Linked DNA regions of Mus musculus: region 2 is linked to region 1. The links are chromatin contacts, called in public Micro-C maps. All regions are on one chromosome and are shown on one strand. The core of a region is the stretch at or near the end of the contact, and the rest is flanking DNA. Distances in the headings are between cores, read along the strand shown. Region 1 overlaps Eya1 (EYA transcriptional coactivator and phosphatase 1). Region 2 holds the start of Eya1 (EYA transcriptional coactivator and phosphatase 1).

Region 1 (5,524 bases), core at 2,181-4,680:
CTGCATGTAACTTTGCTTCTGAAGCCAGCATGGCCTCAGGTCACTGTGCCCACCAGGAGAAACGGCTTTAAGCAGAATATCAAGTGCAGGACTACAGAAGAGTTTGCTATTTGAGGGATGAAGGGGCTTGAGTAGCAGTGTAGCATTGGAGATGGAGCCTTTCTAAAGCTGTGGCCAGGAAGAAGAGCAAAGTTCACACAGGGTCTCCCAGCCATCTGCATTGAAGGCAGATTTCATTATTAGAAACAAGGAAAGTATCTCTAGCTGTATATGTAGCAGAAGATGGCCTAGTCTGCCATCACTGGGAAGAGAGGCCCCTTGGTATTGCAAACTTTATATGCCCCAGTACAGGGGAATGCCAGGACCAAGAAATGGGAGTGGGTAGGTAGGGGAGCAGGGTGGGGGAGAGGGTATAGGGAACTTTCAGGATAACATTTGAAATGCATATAAAGAAAATATCTAATAAAAGAATTAGAAGGGAAAAAAGAAAGAAGGAAAGTCATTGGTGGGGATTTGCGGGGGGTCCTCAGTAGAGAGGTGATTTAAAGCTTTAGATTACTTTACATGTGAATGGATAGTTATTGGCATGGGAAGAGAAATCATCTGGTCCACAATCCGTCTAGAGAGAATGGGTGGATTTTGGATTGTGCAGTGAGTAGGATGTAGACTTGGACTGGGGCAGAGGATAGAAGAGCAAAGTAGATAAAAGAAAAGGGTGATTTCTGAGCTGTATCCTTTGAGACTGAGGGAACAGTCACATGTAGGATGAACTGATTGTCAGGAAAACCTGGGGATATGGGTGGTAGGGAAACCTTGGATAGTTTTGACATACTTCTTAGACAAGCAAGACAGTGGCTGGCAGGTAAACCCAGTGTTCTTTGGAGAAGTGGCCAGAGCTGTGGGCACCAGTTTTAACATTAATACTGTGAAGCTTAGATCTAGAAGCACCTCAGCTCCTTGACTGATTCCTCCCAAACATGTGTCTAGCATCTTCTCTGTGTTGGATGCTATGACCAACCTGTTGTCTTTTTGCTGGAGATACGTTCAGGGATATTCATTGCTAAGGAAATGAGAAGCAAACAGAACTATGCAAGAGGATTTGCCTAATATTACTCTCATTAGGGGACATTAGAATTGGGTAGAAGTTGTTCTCAAATTAGGTGATAACTCCTTGAAAACTATGAGGTTTGTTCAGAATTCTTCCAAACAATGATAGTAACCATGCAGATTGGAATAGCTTGCATCCCTTTTGTTCCCCACAGTCTAAAAGTAGCTTAGTGGCAATCTGCCCCTTTGGAGTGCAGATTTACTTATGTTCTTGGCCATTGTTGGGGAGGTATGTGGCTCCGCCTTCCTCTAAATGCATAGAAAGAAATGAATGCTGGACAAAGTGGTGGCTGTTTTGTCTCTATGGGAACCAGATACCTGAGAAGGAGCTTAGTCACAGTAGCTTAGGCAACTAAATGAGTGAGCCATTTAGTAAGGGGATACGGGATCTGGTAGATAGAATGCAAAATTAGGGCATGTTATAGCAATATATACCTCCCTCCAGAGGTTCGAGAATGTCCCACCTTCTGTGTAATCCTAGCTGTGGGAAGAAGGCATGCTGGGTGTTATATGGAAGTGCTGTTTTGTAACAAAGGTGGTAAGGACAAAAAGGGGGTGCTCTGTACAACCTACCAAGGCAGAAGAAAGAAATAGCACTTGTTAGCAGGAATGTAGAGTCTGTCCTTAGGTTGGTTCTAGAAATCTGTATTCTAGTCACTTTTGTTTACTGCATTTTTTAAAACTGTTTCCAAGCTAAATCAAAATTCCTAAGTTTTACTAAAAATTTAGGTCCCTTCCCCCCAATAGATTGTTCTCCTTAAAACAGACAATATAATCCAATTTTCAATATTGAATTATAAACACCAAACTTAACAGTATTCACTTCCCCTTACATGGATGACTCAGAGTGAGTCCTTGCTCATAAGAAAATGTTGTATCTTTAGCCAAGTTCTTTGATCCCTCAATACTTACTCTTTTTCTTTTCATGCTTATAAGAAACAGTGTTTTTCCTTTTATTAAATGTCGTTTTTAATCAATCAATTAATTAATTCACATCCCAAATGCTTCCTTCCCTCCATGTCCCCCTGTCAGAGTTCCTTCCTTCATCCCCCATGCCCTTTGCCCCTTTGCCCCCTCCTAGTTATTATGCCCACCCTGCTGCATCAGGTCTCCACAGGATTAGCTGTAGCCTTTCTCACTGAGGCCAGACAAGGCAGACTCTGCTATGTATATGTGGGGAGAGGGGGTTGGACCAGCCCATGTATGCTCTTTGGTTGGTGGCTTGGTCTTTAGGAGCTCCCAGGAGTCCAGGTTTTGACACTTTTGGTCTTCCTGTAGGGTTGCTATCACCTTGAGGGCCTTATTCCCTAACTCTTCTATAGTGGTCCGGGACCTCTGTCCAATGTTTGCTGCTTGTGGGTATCTGCATTTGTCTCAGTCAGCTGCTGGGTCGGGCCTCTCAGATGGCTGTCATGCTAGGCTCCTGCTGGAAGCACAACACTCTTTATTGCTAATTAGTATCCCTCATTCCTGGAGTTTTGGTTAGTGTGGAAATTAATAGTATTACAACCCAAATTTTATTTTATACAAAACCAAACCATAAACACTTAAGATAGAAAAGGATGGCAGAAAGAGAAGCAGGTTTAATTACGGGTCCTCCTCACACTAAATTGTCTGATACTCACTGAATTCAGTAGTGATGCTGTTGAGCTTGCTTCCCAGGCTAGTAGGCTGTTTTATTTATTTGTTTGTTAGCTTGTTGTTGCTACTATTAATTGAGACAGTCTTATGTAGCCCTGGCTGACCTGAAACTACCTATGAAGTCAAGGGATGCCTTGAACACCTTGATCTTCTTGCTTCTACCTCCCAAGTGCTGGGATTACAGACATGTAGTCCTCCTCCTAGCTTGTTCCTAAACTTAATTTATAGATTGTGAATCAACACGATTTGAGGTCACACACAAAATAATTAAAACAGAATATTATACCTGGCTTTTGTCAAATGGTAAGTACATATATTTGAATATAGACGAGACCTTATTGTTAACTACAACTGCAACAGCAAATCCCTTGCCTTAAATATCAGAAAACAACAACAATAAAATTCTTGAATCCCAGCAAGATTGCCAGTGAGTAATATGGTGGCAGTGGCTTCAACCTCATGAATTGCAGTATGTGACATGTCTTATGGTATGATAGAAATTGGAGACTTAAGTTCAAGTATATCTGTCTCAGTTCCAAGTTCATATTCTGATTGAGAGTCAACTGCACATCCACTGAGCTTGAGCTTAATGCTTGGCTTGCAGGATTACTCCAGCACTTAACCCAAATCTCACTGATTGCAAAAGCCAATAGGAAGAAAGGCATATGACCTACTGAGCTTTCAGCTGCACTTTAAGTGTTTGCGGTAGAATGTGCCAAGGTTCTAAGAGACTCTCGAATGTCATTGTGACCTTATGCTGCCTGAGCCTCTCTCGTGGGAATAAGCATTTACTGTATGAGGGTGGGGTAGTGGTAGGAGCAGTTCTTCTAGATCATTTCACCTGGGTATTCCGATTGGCCAGTGATGGTAGTTGCTTCATCTTCCTCTGTTTGACAGACAATGAATGCTAAATTCCCAAGAGGGTCTAGACACTTAAAATTGTTCCCTCCATTTTGGAACTGGACCAGAGTCACAATGGTGGCATAACTCTCCCACTTTTCCTGACAGTGCTCAGGCAGCTGGGGATGGTGCAGAAACAAACATGGCCATGGTCCAAGAAAACCAGATCTATACTTTTAGGATTTGTATTTCATGCAATTTCCACATCTCCCAGTTTTTCAGCATTTAGACCAGAGACTGATAGACCCTAATCCATAGGCCAAATATGCTCCACAGCCTGCTTTATGCAGCTTCTTTAAGCTAAGAGGCTTATTTCATTTTTGTAAAGTATTCTTAAAACCAAAACAAGAATATGTGCCACAGGAAATGTAAGCCTGAAATCCTGATTTTTCTGCCCCTTAAGAGAAAGGTCTCTCCTCTCCTCTGAACTTTGAGTTAGTTCTGATTCCTTTTCCTCATCCCTTTGGGATATGGGGACCACAGCACTGTGGCTGGCTGTGAAATCAAGCCGTGTAAGCATCAGCGATATGAATTTGGAACCTGGTGAAGCTTAGGCCAGCAAATTCATTAGAGAGATGGCACTGCCTTCTAAGAAACAGTTGTAACAGGAAATGACGAAAACACAATTAACAGTTGTAACAGGAAGTGACACAAACACAATTAACAGTTGTAACAGGAAATGACGCAAACACAATTAACAGTTTTAACAGGAAATGATGCAAACACAATTAAACTTTTCTATTTGAGACATGGTCTTATGTAACCCCGGCTTGCCTCACACCCTGAAGATGACCTTAAACCTCTTCAAGTTCCTTCTCCCAAGTTTAATGAACATGCAGCAGTCACAGAGCTAGTTCTCAATTTTGACCTGTGCGTGAACCCACATCATTTCTACAGTCCCTGGGGGCTCTAATAACCCTAGCAAAGAGCCCCGGCCTTATGTCTGGGGACCTGGAAGAAGACAGATATCCCAAAGGATTTCTTCTTTGTATGTTAATGTTAAATTGGGTCAAAATGAGAAGGTAACATATGGTCCCAAATACAACCTGCGGATGCTGTGGGATGGCATAGAATATAAAGCCTCAAAACAAGCAGGGCAGTGGTGGTGCATGCCTTTTTACCACAGCACTTGGGAGGCAGAGGCAGGTGTATTTCTGTGGGTTGGAGGCCAGCCTGATCTACAGAGCTAGTTTCAGGGCAGCCGAAAAACAAACAAAACAACAACACAAAAACAAAATAAAAACACACCTAGATGAAAATACGTTTCTTGAACATGAAAGACATGCCGGACTGAATAAACTTCCTCTTCCTTTGTCCTCACCCTTGTCCCAATGCCACTTCCTTTCCCGTTATTTACCATCACCTTCCTCTTAGCTCAGAACTTCAGGTACTTAGAGCATCCATAGGGGCCCATTATCTGACTGCCCACATTGGTGCAGCCGAGTTTGCTTGCTCACCACTGCAAATTGGATGGAGCTAAGGAGCGGAATCACAACAGCTCCCCACCATTGCTCTGGCTTGCTATCCCCAGCCGTCTCCTTTTCTCCGAGACTTTGCAAAAACCACCTTGGATCTCAGTCACTTCTGCCTCCTTGATGACCCCATCTGAAATGTGGAAGCAATCCTAGATGTTGCTGGAAAACAGTGCCAAGCATCCAAAAATGTACTTACTGTTGGCATTGCCTGTCTGAAACCTGCTATTTCTTGTTTTGGGGTCCAGCACATGTGATGGGTGGCCCTGTATATTTTGTTAGAACAAGAATATATACCAAAAACCCATACCTATAAAGCATATAGGATCATCCTTGGAGAAAATGAATGGCAGAACCTGTGTCAATATGGTAATAAGGCTGGTGACGCTTCATCCAACTTCTAA
Region 2 (5,524 bases), core at 847-3,346, 87 kb before region 1:
GTTGATAAAAATTTCATAATATTACCTTTTGGTTATCTATCATAGCATATCATACTTTGGGTTCAAGCTGCATATGGAATAATTACTACATATTTGGGGTTAGTAACCAGACAAAATTTATAAGTAAACATGTGATTCTTTTTAATACATTTAGCTTTGCTTAAGAAAAAGGAAACTATTTAAGAGTGGTAAATATGCACATGGTTATTTCTTCTAACCAGTGACTAAGCTGTGTGTTTCATAATTATGAGGTATGAGCTATATTATACCCATTAGTGGTTACATTAAATTCATCATATCTTTCCTAATTTTATTCATAATTACACGAGTCATTTCTTTGAAGGCATTTTGCTTGGTTATTTAAATAAAAATTATTGAATTTCATTACAAAAGTACATGTAATACGATAAATTTGACTGTAACATAGACAAGTAACTTGTATGTAAAACTGACATGGTATTTCTGCCGCTTTGACTTCACAGAGTGTGCACATTCTGGGTTCTCCAATATTATAATCTTTTATGAACTGCATGAATGACATTTGAGCAATACATGTCCAAAATAATTTTAACCTATAGGAAGCATGAATGCAATAGCTGAAGGTAAAGTTTAAGCCAGAGGTCAAATGTTATGTCTTGGGTAATTTAGTAACAAATCTAAGTGCAAAAGAAGTTACTGTCTGGGTGCTTGGTATTGTAAATAGAACTAATGTAGCATTAGATTTTACCTGACTGCAACAGAAAACTCCATAATAGACTTTGTTTTTTCTGCACATGCACTTTGGTATGTTGAATAACTGATCCTTCTGGTCTGAGAGAGTGCTGTAGGAGGTAACGTAACTATGTCAGCTGCATATATGATCCAATAGCAATCAACTGTTTTTTTGACCTGGCTTCCCAAATATGGTAGATACCTAGCTCATGGTTCCTTGCTGGTGCTGAACAAGATGAAATCCTAGGTGAGTTTGAAGTCCCAGCTGCCTCTTAGGTTTGACAAAGTGCTCCTTTGCAAGGAATTTAGACTGGCATCCTTTCTAGGAGGGGAAGGGAGAACTCCTGTTTGGAATTTTGGTCCTTAGAACCATTTAGTTGGGTTTTGTTTGCATCATCTGAAGGTGCTTTCGTTTCCTAATTGGCAGAGTTAAGGTAGGACCCATCTATCTCCTCTATTAGTTGATGTGAAGTTACTGTGATGTAAAAACATGTTCATACCAAGGTGAGAAATTAAAATAAGGAGACTTTTTTTTTAATAAAAAGAGCACATAGAATAGAAATATTGGTGATGATAAAAATACCTTCTTAAAATGCATATCCAGACTTAATTTCAGAGTGAGTGTTAGTTTGCATTTGCATTTAAACTGTGATATAGGACCGACAAAATATTAACCCATATAAGGAGACGCCTTCTTTCAAGATTACAAATTATCATAATGGCTAAACCCTTGACTTGGATAAAACATAGTTTGTTAACTGAAGCTCAGCTCCTAGGTGTCACCGAACGAACGCCTAACTCATAGATTCTGAATTAAGGTTGTGAGTTTTTAAAAGGATAAGTTGCAAAGCAAGTTCCAGACTAAACGAATCTCTTCTCAAGACCCATTTAAAAATGTTAATGGTGAAATATTATCTGGGTCCTAGCCAAAGAACTGAAGCCTTTGGCCTCCTAGCAACCCTTGCAGAATCCTCCGCCAGGCTTTCATTGTTAAGCTGCTAATAGCTAACACGTTTGCCCATTCTCCCTCTACTTCATAGAAACAGCTTTTTTTTTTTAAATCTTCTCCAGACCTGTAAGTAGGTAGGTACTTTAGGAAAAAGTGTTAAAAGTATCCGTTCTCCTAAGTTTCAGGTCCTCAAAAAAAATTTTAAAAAAAGTATTGAAAAAGTGTAAAAGATAACATGCAACTACTCCCCAAAGATCTTAATTGGGAGCTACTGGCGCGGGAGGATGTGTGTGTGTTGACAGAGGTTCCCACAAGTTCTTCCCCCACAGCTGTTTATTCAGATATCATGGGGCGCGTCATTTACATAATAAATTTTTTTTTAAAGCAGCGAGGTTGAGTCAGACCAAGCTCTGCTCCTCTCAATTGTTGCATTTAAACCAATAAGGTTAGGACAAGAGACTAGCTGTGGTTTGCGTTGCAAAAACAAAACAAAACAAAAAGCCCCGAGGCTTCGTGGGCAGACCTACAAGGCTGCGCAAACAAATCGGGGGATGAGATTTTGCTGTTTCTTTGTCTAGGCGTCTCAGATGCTATCTGCCGCTGCCGTTCGCTGGGGCGCAAAGCCGTTCCCAAACAGACCGCGGCGAGCTGATGGCTCCGAGCTTGCGGCGAGGTAGCGAGTGTGCAGGGCCACTTCCGACTGGAAGCCTTCCTGTGGCGGTGCGCGGTGGCGGGGTCCTTCCTGGGGAAGGCGATCGCGCTCAGTCGCTCCACAGCCCGAGCCTGCAGCAGCGCCCGGGCGCAGTCCCCGGGAGCCGGGCAATCCCCGGCCTCTGCGCTCCGCTGCCAGCCGCGTCACAGCGCCTCTGAGAGCTCCCGGGTCCCCGTGTTCCTGCACAGCAGCCAAACTATGTCAGGAATGGAGGTCTGCTAACACAGAAAACTCCAAGGAGCACACTAAACCGGTGGAGGCAGCAGATGTGAGCGCTGTAAGTACAAGCTGGTGTTTGAAAAACTGTAATGACCAAGTACTACTTACTGTCTGGTGGGCAAAGCCCGAGATAACTGGAGAGCCTTTATTAGGGTTTTGGTTTGTTTTCAAAGAAAAAAAGCACTGTGGCTTGGGGAAAACAATAACACTGTTTCTGGGACTTTAGAAGCCGCTGGGTTCCGTCGTAAAATTGTAATCTTTACCCTCCAAATGATCGGAGCCATTAGGATCATTAAAGGATCATTGCAAATTAACTACTTTTGTTCTGATTTTTATAGATAAGTAGAACACTAGGTAATATTCTCAGACGGGGGAATTATTTCATATCTTTTCTTAATTGCTGCACTAGCCCCAGAATATTGAGTGGTATTGAACAGGGTTATATCCATACATAGATGTATAGGTACGAAAGGTATACTTAGTGGTATTTATTACACAGATCACTTTTTCTACGGCTAGGTTGATAAATGAGGAAAGGTTTACAACGGAAAACTCAGCAGATGAACAACGAGCTGATAACTATGTTTTCAAGAAGGACACCTTTTTGTTCCAAAGCAAATTTATCAAAGACTTTACTAAGCAGGCTCATCTTCAGTATTCGATACAATAAGCCTTTGGTCCCTTAAAGTATTTGTCCCTCTCTGGCCCTTTTTGTGATTTGAATGCACTTGGAAGCTAAACTCCAGATTTTGAAACTTTTGAATATTCGTGTAAAGCACGGCCCTTCAAAATCAGTATTTGAATTGCTAACAACTCATAGGCTTACACTCTTGGGAGGAATTTTGAAGACATTTAAGCATAACGTTTGCAATAATTCAATACATTATGAACTGTCATTGAGTTTAGACAAGTGTTTTTAAGTTTCATTTCTTAAGATGGCCAGGGGTATAGAAACTTGTTAGCTGGGAATCATGGTGTGTAGCTGTATAGGTTTGAAGTTGTCTTTCTAATGTCTTTCAGAGAAGGTTTTATTTTATGCTTGTGAGAGTCTTTCCCCCGCTCTGTTTAGAGTTTGGGGACATGCACACAGGAATAGTCATGCCTTCATATGATCAAACATTTAATATTTGACTTTCTCGATGCTTGAGTTCTCCTAAGGCCCAAAGTGTTTAGTAAGTAAGCAAGCAGCTGTGGATTTTCAGCCTTTGAAAACTCTTTGTGGTGACAGACATAGAAGTCTAATTGAGCCACCGTTCAGTTCAACTTTTAAGTGCCAAATAAAGTCAGCTGCTCTGTGAGTTTCACAGGCATGATAAATGATTTTTTGAAAAAGAAAATTTCCACTGGAGTGTGAAAATGTATTTCCTAAGAATACAATGGGAAAAAAAGAGGTCCTTGCAGCAGGAACAGAATCTTTTTATCATATAACCAAAAGTATTTCAGTCAACATTGTCAATAAATGCTGATTTTGAAAACAGTCCTTTCCTTTTTAAAGCTGAAGACAGGAATGATGTGTTCCAAACACTTGTTCGTTTTTGGTTTCAGAAGAATTATGTTTTCTCGGTTTCTTTAAAGGAGATAATTAAAAAAGCTGTATAGAATATTACATTAAGATAATATCACTAGCATTTGAGCATTTAGTTTATGGAAGCTTTGATAAGAAAATGCAGTGTTAATATGTGACAAACATTTACCTCCCCGTAGAAGTTCTTTCTCACTTTAGGGTGAGGTTTTATTTTTAAGACTTGAGATTTATATTACAACAGAGACCTGGAAATGCAGACAGAGGAGAAATGTATATCCTGCGTAAGGAGCATTCTTTGCCCCCCCCCAATACATTCTGATTAGAAAATAACCATTGTCTTTCAAATTGGGGAGCCCACAGGTTGATCTGTGTTGGGCAAAAAAGCAGCTTGCCTGCCAGCCCTACTTAGATGTATGTTCACTACTTTCACTTTGAAAATTTATTTTCAGTTTGAAAAAAGTTTTAAATTCTAGTCATTTTATAAAGATTGCTTCTAGCAAGCAAAAAAGCCTATGGAACCCCATAATTTAGACAGTCCCTCATTTCATTGGCTCCGTGCGGCTGAGAGTTAGAATCTCTTTCCATTGCAGTTTACTTCGCACAGAACATTATTAACTTTTGGCTTCATACATGATCTGCTGTCAGATGCTTTTGATTGGTGATTTAGCAAAGTATAATAAACAGGGCAAAAGTCATGAGTTTTGCTCTGTATCCTGAGCTCTGTGGTAGGGAAAGTGTGATAAAATGTGTACCTTAAGTCTTGTTTGATGATCTCTCAAAGCACGTTTGCCTTCTGGAAATAATTTCTGGGGTTGAAGAGCACGGTATTAGCAGATTTAATGTGGCTGTTCAATGGATTGACGAAGTACTATGTGAGCTTTAACAAAATGAGGGAGACAAATTGAACATCAACAAAAGTTACATCTGTGAAGAATTATAAATTTAATTAGAAAAAAAAGGCAAACTTAAAAGACCTCATTAACTAATCAGAAGTCATAGTTGCTAGAGCAGGAGTCTTGACTGAAACTCGCAGGAGCTCCGTTATCTTTCTCCTTTCTCTTTCACATGTCTGGCTATATGCTACAACAGTGTGGCTTCTACTTGAAGGGGGTTTAAAAAGCATTAACATGAATGACTTTGTTGTGCTAGGAGATGATCATTCATAATAAAATGTATATTAATTTTGCATTCCTGAGAGTACTGAAATTAAAAATAACATACTAGAAGATAACAGGAATTATATTAACTTTACAGATAAAACAAGTAGACTTATTGGGTACCTAGCAGAACTTTTTTAGAAATCACGAACTCCCCTTATTTTGAATGAAAATATCCTTTATTAATTATTTTTTTGAAATGCACCTTGGTTTTAGAGGTTTAAATGGAAAAAAAAAGCTTATGCAGACAT

What was found. Hi-C and Micro-C count contacts between places; a contact is called where the count stands out from the background.
Region 2: a contact with region 1 is called in a Micro-C map of brown adipocytes, with 2.2 times the contacts expected there. The contact joins the promoter of Eya1 here to the enhancer-like site in region 1. A contact is called at or near these places in 3 of 484 Hi-C or Micro-C datasets (brown adipocytes, embryonic stem cells and granulocyte-monocyte progenitors), 3 of 115 datasets of contacts at active chromatin or transcription factors (embryonic stem cells and neural progenitor cells) and 3 of 9 other capture datasets (adipose tissue, liver and pancreatic islet).

The regions. Positions count from the first base shown.
Region 1 is chr1:14,221,472-14,226,995 of GRCm38.p6, reverse strand. All of the region lies in intron 11 of Eya1 (EYA transcriptional coactivator and phosphatase 1), which reads left to right. Among named protein-coding and RNA genes, the nearest start is that of Eya1, 86 kb to the left of the region's middle. Within about 2 kb of position 3,430, at least 21 of the 459 cell types and tissues checked have an H3K27ac peak or open chromatin away from gene starts, as enhancers often do. A contact at or near this core is called in brown adipocytes and granulocyte-monocyte progenitors, where this site is marked.
Region 2 is chr1:14,306,771-14,312,294 of GRCm38.p6, reverse strand. Eya1 (EYA transcriptional coactivator and phosphatase 1) reads left to right here and starts at 2,096. Exons shown (of 18, transcript NM_001310459.1): 1 at 2,096-2,649.